Regions from separate parts of the Danio rerio genome. Here region 2 is linked to region 1. A link is a contact called in public Micro-C data. All regions are on one chromosome and are shown on one strand. Each heading gives the region's core, a stretch centred on a gene start, on an enhancer-like site or on the middle of the called end of the contact. The rest is flanking DNA. Distances are from core to core; before and after follow the strand shown.

Region 1 (6,266 bases), core at 1,001-3,500:
AGTGTAGGTCTATAAAGACTTCAGTTTTGCTATATAATGAATTCAGATCAGTCTGAAAAGGTTGTCCTTTATCTTTATTTTGTATTTTTCATGAATAACTCAGATAAAATATATAATTTTAAACTTATAAAAGCGCAATTTAAATTGCCGATTTAGATATTTAACATCTAAAGATTAAAGCCTCATAATTCAACATGAAACATAAATAAACCGAAACTCCCCCTTGAATCACAAACTGCTGACATTCAGTCACACAGCCGCTAACTGATAGATATTTTTCACAGTGCTGATCAAACAGGCCAGTAAAAGAGCACTACAAGTTCTAGACGGTGCTGCAATACGAACTAAAGTGAACTCAATCAGTCCCTAATGGCCTCCCGTGCTCAGCCCAGAGAGCTTGTGCTAAGGAAATGTGTCACCAAATGTCTCACATTCTTGGTATCAGTTAGTGGTAAATTCTGGTCTCCGGTTACCTTAGCCTGGGGTCTGGGACATGGGTGCAAGGCTCAGTGACGGCTTTTTTTTGACTCGCTCTTCTACGTCATAGTCTCGCTCTTTAGCCATTTGAGCCCCAACCATCCAACAACTGCGCCTGACAGAGCTGTGTTTATTCAACTCTGAACAACATCTCCTGATGGGCCGAGACGGTCCTGTTAGAATGTGTTGGTTTTAATTAGGGCTCATCATCTGAGCCTCTGTCAACATGTGTCGTCTATGCACAAAAGGGGAGTAACAATAATTAGAGAGTTGATTCTGCTGGTGATTAAGTTGTCAAAAGAAGGTGACACTCTATATAATGACGTTTTCTTTTTATTTTAATGACGTTGCACAATGTCGTATAAGAGGCAATATAAGCCTGGCACAGACATTCCTCATGGGATGTGATCGTGGTACAGACTGTTAAGTGTGCATGTCTGCAGTAACAGCTCATCCTCTCTGAGGCCAACAAGACGACAACACACTGAAAAAATAAAACACAAGATGTGTCAGGTCTGAATAGTTTTCTTTTAGATAAAGAGATTGTGGACAGACAGACAGATTAGATAGATAGATAGATAGATAGATAGATAGATAGATAGATAGATAGATAGATAGATAGATAGATAGATAGATGATAGATAGATAGATAGATAGATAGATAGATAGATAGATAGATAGATAGATAGATAGATAGATAGATAGATAGATAGATAGATAGATAGATAGATAGATAGATAGATGAACTGATGGATGGATGGATAGAGAAATATATAGACTGATGATTGGATGGATGAACTGAAATGATAGGTAGATGGACAGACAGATGGACAAATGAGTGAATGAAGTATGGACAGACTGACTTGATAGACATAGATGAACTGAAATGATAAGTAGATGGATGGATAAATTGATGGATGGAAAGACAGACAGATAGATGGTCTGATGGATGAAATTATGTATGTATGTATGGATATAGATAGATAGATAGATAGATAGATAGATAGATAGATAGATAGATAGATAGATAGATAGATAGATAGATAGATAGATAGATAGATAGATAGATGGATGGATGGATGGATGGATGGATGGATGGATGGATGGATAAACTGAAATGATAGAAAGATGGATGGATGAACACAAGATAGATGGACTTATAGATGAACTGGAATGATTGATGGATGGATGGAAGAACTGATGGATGGATAGACAGATAGATGGACTGATGGATGAACTGAAATGGATGGATGGATGGATGGACAGATGGATGGATATATGACTAATGGATGGACATGACGGACAGATGATAGATAGATGAACGAATGGATGGATGAACTGGAATGATGGATGGATGTACATGCCAGACGATAGATAGATAGATAGATAGATAGATAGATAGATAGATAGATAGATAGATAGATAATGAAAAAATATTCTTATTATATTACCCACAATGTAACCATTGTATTGTTTCCGTCGTAACTATGTCAGCAAAACAACATTAACTACATGACTTTATTTATATGACGCATTTTCTTATTGAAGCTGTAAACCTGAAGTAAACTAGTCTGGATCTACAAATCAAGAAGAACTGAATTGAATTCCACGCGGTTTTATTTCTATTGTTCGGTTGATGACCCGAGCTCAACAGGAGGATTAACCCGTCCTCTACACCTCGCGGCTCCGTGCAGTGATTCATGGTTTTTCCCGGATAATTCAGCACGTCACTGACTGAGTCCTTCCCACAAAGTTGGAAACAGCGGAGCGTCCGTGAAAGCGACGGACACACGAGAGCCGCGTCTGGAAGGTAGGATATCAGCCTGTTTTTGTTCTGTGTGTAAGGCTTGTTTTGTTTCTGAAAGCTTTAGTTTGTGTCACTGACATGCTCGAGATGAGAAAGATTTCCGAATGAGTGATAAACGCAAGAAACTTGTTCATTGAATCAAAAATAACTTCCGCTTCCTGCATGAGACCCTCGCGCCGCATAAAATCACCAAAGGGGAACTGCAAACATGTTTGTACCGTTGTACAAACACACAGACTGGCGTTGTTCGTGTTTTGCTTCGCGATGTTTCGGATTCTGACAAAAAAACGGAAAACTAGTTAGTTATATTCTTGAGAAGTTTAGCGGATAGTACTTTACTATCATTCAATCTGGCAAACTTCTCATACTCGAGCTTACCATCATGTTAGAGTGAGGTGCCAAGTGCCAGGGTGGCACCGACTGTTTGAGTCGGTTATGTTTTTTTCAATGAAACATTTCCAAAGGTATTTGCTCAGACCCCCGCTGTTTTGACACATGGCTGTGGGGGAGGTAAATACTTAAGTATTTTAAGACTTTGTTTAGTCTCTGCTTAATGTTTTGGCTTTGTCTCAAAACATAGCGAACTGCTTGCCTAGACTGCATTTTTGGTATTTTAAACAATGTCCACTGTAGGAACGAATATTTTTGGGAAGCTCATCTCCTAAAAAACTCTCTGACTGAACCAAACATTGTCTTTTAAGTGCTTTCGACTCGCAGTGACCCTTGATAAAATATCGGCCTCAGGTCATTTAAATTGTAAGTGACTTTTTATTTTTTTATGTATTGAAATGTTTGTCAACAGTGATTTTCTTTTAGGAGGTTAACATCATATATATGCCAGCAAAATGAATAGCCATGGCTGATGATGATATGAGTGAGGTCTTATGAGGTGAAGCAATCAGCGTTCTTGACAAGAAACTGAACAATCATGCTTGTGCATCCTTACATTTTTTTTTCTTTTCGTTTTCATGTTATTTTTGTGTACTTTTTAAACAGCATAAATTAAGGCGAAATGTGTGTTTCCATTAAACTTTTTATCATCAGACAGTCAATGTCTCACTAAATGCCTGCTCACATCAAATGTGTGATGCATAAGAAACATGCCATTTAAAATGCAGCGCAAGTTGATCCATTTATGATTTCAACTATATATTCTGAAACTGAAGCTGCAAAGGTGGTTATATTTGGTCACATTTCCATCCACCAGCACATTTACTATGAGTCACTGCTGACAGCTAGACAATATTTATGGGGAGTCTAGACAAGTATTTATTTATAGCAGACTCTCTTGACATTGTTCGCCTGAAACTATTTAATAAACAGAAAATGACACATTTGAAAGCTCATCGCTTGATGTGAAGTTGGAGTATGTTTTATGTGTATGTTTGTTTATGTTTAACTATATATATATATATATATATATATATATATATATATATATATATATATAGACAGCATTATTTGTAATAAGTGTTTTTTCCATTAAGTTTGGCTGAGTAAAGATACTTTAGGGCTGGAGATCAGCACTAACAGCTCATCTGTGATTTCCTTGAGAAATGTTCTTCACCCGAAATTCCCTTGCCAGACCAGCTGTACTCGGCTTGCTTAATACCACACAACAGCAGATCAGATCAGGCAAACCACAGAGCCTCTTAAGCCAGAGAAGATGTTTAGTTCTTTTAATTACACATGCTCCTGTTTCAGCCCTCCAGGCTGTACAGCACCGAAAAACACCTTTACCAACATACAACAAAGTGGCAAAAAAAGAGCTTTTTTTATTTATCTATTTTTTATTTTACCATTTTTTTCAATTTTGCAGTTTTGTGTAATATTATTATTACTTTTATTAACAGCATTATTATTATTATTATTATAAATATTAACAACAATAACAGTGTTATTATTATTAATTTCCTTTACATATATGCTCTTCTCAGTATGACAAGCTGTAGCCGTTGATGCGCTGTGTCTCAGAAATTATAAATATTTGAAAATAGGCACTATATCCTTATAAATAAACTGCATGTATGGAGTTGCAATTTAAACTTTATTTTTGACAAAAAAACCTTTAAAGTACATTATGCTGTCCAACAGCAGCAATATTTGTCAAACTGTAGTGAGTTTATTGATCTGCTGTCACTCGGCGGAGTAATACAGGTGAGGAGGCTATATGTGTGCTGTTATTGCAGAATATCAAATGGCTGTCAGATAATCAGTCGAGAACAAGACAGAACTATAAATATGCAATTAATTTGATAATTATTTCTCATAAACTTTTATTGTTTATTTTTATTTAGTAATGCAGTTTTCACTTCATGTGCAAATAATTGTATTATCAGTAATAATTACATTATTATTTACACATTCATTTATCACATAATAATAATTAATAAAAAAATATTAAATTTTAAAACTCATCAAAGGTAAGCTAAGAATAATTATAATTGTTGCAGCTATTTTGCTCAATGTGCGCAAAATAATAATAATAATAATCCTGCATGCATACATATTTTTATTAGTATCGAAATCTCTAAAATCTCTTTTTTTTAATTTATTTTTTAATTTTTTTTAAGTCTTGGCCAACTAGACTAGCTGTCCTCATTCCAGTCACTCCAAATAATCCCATCAAAAGAAGTGCCTGACTATATTTGTGTAATTGAGTAACGCACCTACCAATTTTAATAAACTCTTCTACCAGGATCCTGATAGTCATCAAAAGACACAAACAAACATTCCAGAAAGCCTCCCCTTTGGCCGAAGGTCACAGTTTTACACTGCTAACCTATAATACGGAGCAAATGCCAGCTGGTCTAAAGTGAATGATGTCTCCATGTCTCTGCACCAAAGGGCCAAGTCTGCAGGATTCGTCTGGCCGCTAACCAGTTTTTAGAAAGTCACCTTCCATCCTCTTGGCTTGGTTTATATCTTTCAACTTCTTCATTCCTTTAATGTTTGCTGGACTGGGTTTCAGTAAATAATTGGAGCTGCCAACTAAACCCAGACTGAGCTAGCGATGTCTGCTCGAGTTAGAAAAATGCAACTTACACTCCGATTGATGTGGTGAATCCAAGACAATGGTGTTGAATGCAGATATGGGGATGAAAAGCTTTGTACAGGATGCCCAAGGCGGTTCGGTTCAAATAGGTTTATTTGCCCATCATTCTAAGATAGCAGACAAACCTCGTATGATCCAAGCGCTCGTTCGAATTCATTCACATTTCACTTGCTTTCAGTCATGTCACCCTCCCACTGATGACAATAGTGATGAAAGCCGCTGAGTGCTGACACAGTATGCAGGAACACGGTGCTCTGCCAACTGTTTATTTTCTGTGTTTGTGCTTTCAAAGAGCTTTCATTACACACAACTGGGGAGTTGCAGGCTTGTTGAAAGGATATTTTTGGCATTCTTTGATGAAAATGGTACTTGGTGTTGTCGCAACTGATAAGAAAGTGGGATGTCCGTATGTCCTTAAAGATATCAGGTTAGAGACTTTGTACTTTTTTGCAGCAAAAATATTAGAATTTATTAATACAGTTACCATTTTTGCTTCTGAAAAAGTAAAAAATATATAAATGTGTTATAAGTTTACGTATTTTTTGGATTCATCTATGTTTTTCGTTTCTGATTATGAATTTCATTATGGCACCTTGATCTCTGCTCTGTCTACTCTTGATGATGAATATTTAATACATTTTGTAACTTGAAACTAGCGCTGGGTGATAAAATCGGTATTGATATTTACTGATTGAACACCCTTGTCAATAACAATAAAAAAAGTTTGGCATAAAGTTTTGGTATGAAGCGCTATAGTTTTATCATAAGCTTAGGGTGTAAGTTTGTCATTTTCAATGAAGGTGCGCGGCTTGCACAACGAGCGCATGGCGTGCAAATGATGTGCAAGGGGTGCACAGGTGGCACGCATATTTTTCAGGTAAACCTAGTTTAAAAACATCTGGGGCCTCATGTACGAAGACTTGCGTG
Region 2 (6,266 bases), core at 1,499-3,998, 63 kb after region 1:
TGTTTGGACTATTTCCATCAGAGTTGACATATCGATAATTAAATTATGCAAATAAACTTTCTTGATCACAATACTTCAGTTCCATATATAAAAGGCACCGGATAAACCGTTTATTAGCACAGAAGCTACATTTTCCCCAAAATTTGTGGAATTTCCTGAATATAATTTTGTATTTGGTATATACAATTGAAATCAGAATTATTGAACCCCCTTTAGTTTTTTGTTTTGTATTTTTTAAATGATTAACAGAGCAAGGAAATATTTACAGTACTTCTGATAATATTTCTTTCCTCTGGAGAAAGTCTTACTTGTTTATTTTGGCTAGAATAAAAGCAGTTTTAAGCCATCTTAAACATCTATATATATATATATATATATATATATATATATATATATATATATATATATATATATATATACACACATACACACAACAGTTCTGTCTGGTTCTCAAATCTGATTGGCTGATAGCTATGCGGTATTCTGCAATATCAGAACTCCTACAACCTCTTTACCCTTTGTTTATTCCTCCGCCCACATACAGCCAGCAAAAAGCAGACACTGCAGATCTAAAGATCTAAAGTTTAACTGTCAGCTTATGATTTGAATCCGGAAGAAAGTAGATCCTCATACAAAAGGGTTTTTGAGACTCCCCATGCTTGATTTTGTTTTTATATACAAAATTATGTCATCAAACTGTTGTAAAAATGCAATATCACACGAGTAGCAGTGCGATATGGCTGTATATCGGCACTGGTGGGGGCACTAAGGCACTCGGCCTGCGGCCTCCCACCAGTGCCGATATACAGCCATATCGCACTGCTACTCATGTGATATTGCTCATATATATATGTGCATGCGTGTGTGTGTGTGTGTGTATATATATATATATAGAGAGAGAGAGAGTCTACAGAACAAACCATCATTATACAATAACTTATCTAATTACCCTAACCTGCCTAGTTAAGCTAATTAACCTAGTTACGCCTTTAACTTGTCACTTTACGCAGTATAGAAGTGTCTTGAAAAATATCTAGTCAAATATTATTTACAGTCATCATGGCAAAGATCAAACTAATCAGCTATTAGAAATGACTTATTAAAACTATTGTGTTTAGCAGTGTGTTAAAAAAATCCTCTCTCCGTTAAACAGAAATTGGGGAAAAATAAACAGAGAGGCTAATAAATCTGACTTCAACTGTATTTTCTCAAATAAACCCTTTAACTTAAAAAAAAATGCTATCAAACCAAGAGCCATGAAGTGGTGAAATGTCAGGTTACAAAATGAATGTTTTAGTTGTTATGTGACAGCCTCACTCAAATGTCTTTTGTTCTTTAAGCAGACTTATAAAGTGTTTTGACAACTAATGTTCTAAATATATAGGTCAGGATATTGCAAAGAAAAAAGGGTTCTTCTGGCATCCATAGGGATTATGTCTGACTCGGTTTTAATTAGGATTTATTCATTACTTTAGGCCAAGGCCCTGAATTCAGAGAAATAATTATCTGACTACATTCAGAGATGATTAAACATCTTTAAAACAACAAACATAAAGCAATAGGAATTAAGATAGAGTTTGGTCTAGGGGTCTATATTTGCCTTTTGACTTGTAAGTTCTTGACTGGAATGGTTATGTACTAGTAAAACTAGCACACCCAAATTTATGTTAAAGAAAAATATTAAATACAAATTTTAAAAAGAGGAAATATCAAGAGAAGCAAAAAGATAGAAAGATTTGGTTAAAATGTTATGGATTTTGTAGGCAATATTTGCTTGAAATTAATTATTTTTCAATTTCTAAATATGTTTGGTGACTAAAATATTATTTTAATAAATATATGTTTAATGAATCTTTGCTGTTTAAATGCACAAAAATACGTTGCATACACTGAGAAATTGATAAAAATATTTATGGGGTGTACTCCATTATGCTGAGCACTGTACATCAATAGGCTAATAACAAGCAATGGCAAATTTGTATAGTAAATTATTGTATTGTCGCTGGGTTTTAACTTTCTCTACGGATGTGAGACAGCGCCACCTGTTGGACGGTCTCTTTCATTTTGTGCACCTGCCAGGTGTAAGACGTATTATTTATTGACTGATGGTTTTATTAAGAGCTTTTTAAGTATTCCCATTTAACAAAATGTTTTTTTAATATAGATGAGAAAGAATATTTCTATTTTTTAAAATGTTGGCGATTGTTTTGGGTTTTTTTTTCAAACATTTTAATTAAAAATTATTTGGATCCATAAAAATATGTTCTGTGGATTTACTGCAAGAGGTTATGAAGGGGACATATGCTTAACGAAAAATAACTGTTTTTATTGATAATTAAAGTGTAGTAACCGTGCTTTTTCCCATATTGTTTATATATTAGTTTTATTATGCTATGGTTTAACTATGGTTTAATCTTATCAATAGTGAATTTTGTGTCCAACCTTATAGCTGGCTATCAATTGCTTGGTCAATTAGGCAATTCGGCGATCAAAGGAGTTGCTCGCGCTCGGACGTGCATAACCTCCAACTATGTGTTTTACCCAGATGAATAAATCACGGGAGCATTTTCAAAATATAGCTTAGTGAAAGCTTCCTGAGCAAACAGCGCAGGAAGTGTTTTGCAAGACTGACGTGGCTCCGCAGTGACAACTGGCCTGTTTTTACACCTTCCTTCTAAATAAGGAAGCGGCCCGTCAGGCATATGACCGCCGGTCCAATTTGGGAGCTGCCAACGAAACCCATCAGGCTCCCTCGCGCTCCACTCACTCTGCCCGGGGCCGCGCGCCTGGACTCACACACCGACTGGGTTCTGGCGATCTAGCTGACCCCCGGCGGCGGTGAGGTCAGCGTGATGTCATCCCGAAGGTGAGTGATGTCATGCCGAAGATCTCCCAGGCAAGGTGAGCTTGCGTTTTGGTGAGTGTGTGTGGTGCTCCCCATCCAGAGAGGTGAAACATGGTAATCATCATCGTCGCCGCCACCAGCTCGAGCTCTGCCGCCCTGCTCTTCTCATCTACCGAGGGGCTTATTGCGTTACATGCCCGCAGCCCCGACCTGCCTTCCAAAAATAAGCCCCTGCCACCATGCCGAAAGAAGAAAAACAAGAGTGGTATTTTTAGGGGCATTAATTTTGACCACGTGCCCCGAGGGTAAACCGGATGGCCACTGCGCAAAGGTTCCTCACCAGTATGTGCGAGAGCAGCGGGCGCTGGACGTGGACTGCGGTTGTTCTGCTGGGCTTTCTGATTGGGATCGTGTCCTCCTACCCCACCTCGGACAGGACTAATGCAACTTCACTGGAGAAAAGGTGGGAGAAGCTCTTCTCCCGCTCGGTTTTGGGGATCTCGGTGGAGAAATCGGACCTGAACTGGGAGAGTGACTATTTGCTGGGCATTAAGAGAGTGCGGAGGCTGTACTGCAACGTGGGCATCGGATTTCACCTGCAGGTCCTGCCAGACGGAAGGATAAACGGAGTCCATAATGAGAACCAGTACAGTGAGTTGCATCCAGAAATCTAATGCATGACCACTCGTTGTACCAGGGATGGAAACGACCGAATGAAAAGCTCAATAATTATTGGATTTTTTTAATTAAATGCGTGAAGAAAAAAATAATAATTCGTTTTTATATTAACTTTTTTTATTATAATCAACAATGAATCAATATGATCAATTATAAACCAATGAATTTATTATTGCTATTATTTTATCGCATGTGTCCTAAAGCAATGGCATCCTATTAAAATAAACCCCAGTGTCAATCACTGCCGAATTTCCCGAGCCTCAAACATGACACGAATGCTTGGACGAATTTAGACGCCAACTAATTTTACACTGCGTCCACCTGCTTGTTGTACATGCCAGAACTGCAGGGCTTTTTCTTTTTTTTCCAAGAAATGAGCCAGCATTGGAGAAAAATGCAGAACAAAGGCAGTGCGTCCCGTGGATCCACCCACTCGTGTAGAATGAGTGAATGAGCTGCCGTGTGCCACACTGTCATGTATGTAACACTGATGTTCTGTTCAACCAGGTCTAATTGAAATCTCAGCGGTAGAGAGAGGAGTGGTTAGTCTATACGGCGTGAAAAGCGGGCTGTTTGTCGCAATGAGCAGCCGCGGGAGGTTATACGGAACGGTAGGTATGCCTGTTGTTTGATTTACTTTCGCCGGTTTTGCGGTGTTAAATGGGTCAATGACAAGTGAGGATTCGTATGGTGTGGGGTGACAAAAATGCTAAGCAGGTTTGGTGCCACTTATTTAAGGTTTCAAATTGTGTACCCATTAAAGGGATAGTTCACCCAGAAATTAAACCATAGTGGTTCCAAACCTTTCTCTTTCCTCTGTTGAACATCAAAGACGACATTTTACAATAAAGTACGATTCACATTTTGTCCATTTGGCTTAAACATTAGGCTAATTAGTTCCCTTTTACGCTGATTATATAGCTATGTATACAGTAGCTTATTCCTACACACAACACGGACATTTTTCATACTTAAGTTCACCAGAGTCAAAAGTCAAAACAACACTGGCCATTTTTGTCTCACAAAGCATTGGGCTGAATAGTTCTTATTGTAAAACAGTGCTAATCTAGGCCAGTTGGCACAGATATAGATTACTTTTTTACTAATGCTGGCCCTAGAAGAAAAGATTAACATGTACATGGCGTAAAACTGGTGATAGTCTGTAAATATTAAAGCATGCACAATGACAATCACTAAAGGGTAAAATGTCTCAGATCTGCCATTTAAACCTACACAAATAATATTTAATTAATACATGATAAGTTATTAAATGAGTTATTCAAGCTATGTACACTACTTATTTAAAATAAGCCAAAACACAATGCTTGTTTTATGTTCGATCCAAGTTAACAAATTTAATTGTGTTGGGACAAAAGGAATGAGTTGTGTGGAACCCTGCATTTTTTACATGTACCTGGCCAACAATGTAGTGTGGGAAGAAAAATTCTCATACAGCATCCAATTCTAAACCAACGATAACTATAACATTCCAAAACATGCTAATGTGGAAGAATGAATATAACTTTTTCCCATGTATTTTTTTTTATCATGTAGAAGGTGAAATGTAAAGAATTTTAATGTATTTTTGAACAATTTGAACTTTCACATGTCATTGACCCAAATGTATATGTTTCCCTTGCAAAAGTTAACCATGGTTGTATAATAGTAAAAGTGTAAAAACTCTACTGATTACCATTTAATATAAATACCATGTTTAAACTGGTGCGACAAAAATGTTAATCTCTGGTTTAGGGCTGCAATATATCCATGCCAGTTTCAGCATCAATATCGCAATGTGCACATTCACAATAGTCACATCACAAAGATATGCAATGTCCAGTCTGAATTATATAGTCAGACTGGACATTGCATATAGTCTGAATTATAAAGTTGACTAGGAGCCACAGATTTGTATTTAATCACTGTATTTATATGGATTTTATATGATTTATGCTAAAACATTTCTTACTTGCAATTTTGTTGTGTTTCTAGTCCAAATATCTATTTTAGAAAAAGAAACCAAGAATATTACACTTACTGGCAGATAATTTCCCTAAAAACAAGCAAAAAACAAAACAAAAAAAAAACTCTTAATTTTCACTTAATTCTTCTGACGGTGAAAAATGAACCAATATTTTTATTTGGTCTATGTTTTTTTCATATTTGGATTAGAAACAAGAGAAAGTTAGAAGTCATTTTATATGCATTGTGATTATTCAATTTCTCTACCTGAATACTGTTATACTCCACAAAAAACCTTCTGAAACTGTATTCATATCGCAATATTCATCACAGGCAAATAAAATATCGCTATATATGATTTTTTTTCCAATATAGTGCAGCCCTACTCTTGTTAATTACCATGGCTTGATACAAACACACACACACACAAAAACCTTGGTTAGTTTTCATAAGGGTTTTTCATTTTTACGATGTTTAAAATGGCACCCAAATATGAGCACGGGTTAAATTACTTGCTTTGGATATTTATCGACTCCTCTGCTGTAGTTGATGATAGGCTAAACCCATTGCATTGTCATTCATTTTTAATAACTGTTGGCTCATGAGAGCAGGGGAGAGGATGGGGATGTTGTGCATGGCTGGATGTAAATCTGACCTACTTTACACTTGCATTACTTAGATGCCAAATCTCACCAGGAGTGACACATTATCTCGACTGGTGACATAGCTAGCTAAAGTGCTTCTCAGGCTTGTCACTTTAGGATATTGTTGAAAAATCAAG

Evidence for each region. A called contact is a pair of places that touch in the nucleus more often than the background predicts.
Region 2: a contact with region 1 is called in a Micro-C map of caudal fin, with 3 times the contacts expected there. The contact joins the promoter of fgf6a here to the promoter of zgc:77158 in region 1. A contact is called at or near these places in 2 of 18 Hi-C or Micro-C datasets (caudal fin and embryo) and 2 of 4 datasets of contacts at active chromatin or transcription factors (caudal fin and embryo).

Annotation. Positions count from the first base shown.
Region 1 is chr25:17,816,148-17,822,413 of GRCz12tu, forward strand. It overlaps zgc:77158, which reads left to right and starts at 2,251. Exons shown (of 6, transcript NM_205672.1): 1 at 2,251-2,287. It overlaps LOC141380953 (a long non-coding RNA gene), which reads right to left and starts at 5,550. Exons shown (of 2, transcript XR_012400377.1): 1 at 5,330-5,550; 2 at 825-961.
Region 2 is chr25:17,878,556-17,884,821 of GRCz12tu, forward strand. It overlaps fgf6a (fibroblast growth factor 6a), which reads left to right and starts at 2,749. Exons shown (of 3, transcript NM_001001398.2): 1 at 2,749-3,496; 2 at 4,031-4,134. The coding sequence starts at 3,160. The region is part of intron 1 of LOC103909838 (a long non-coding RNA gene); the gene reads right to left.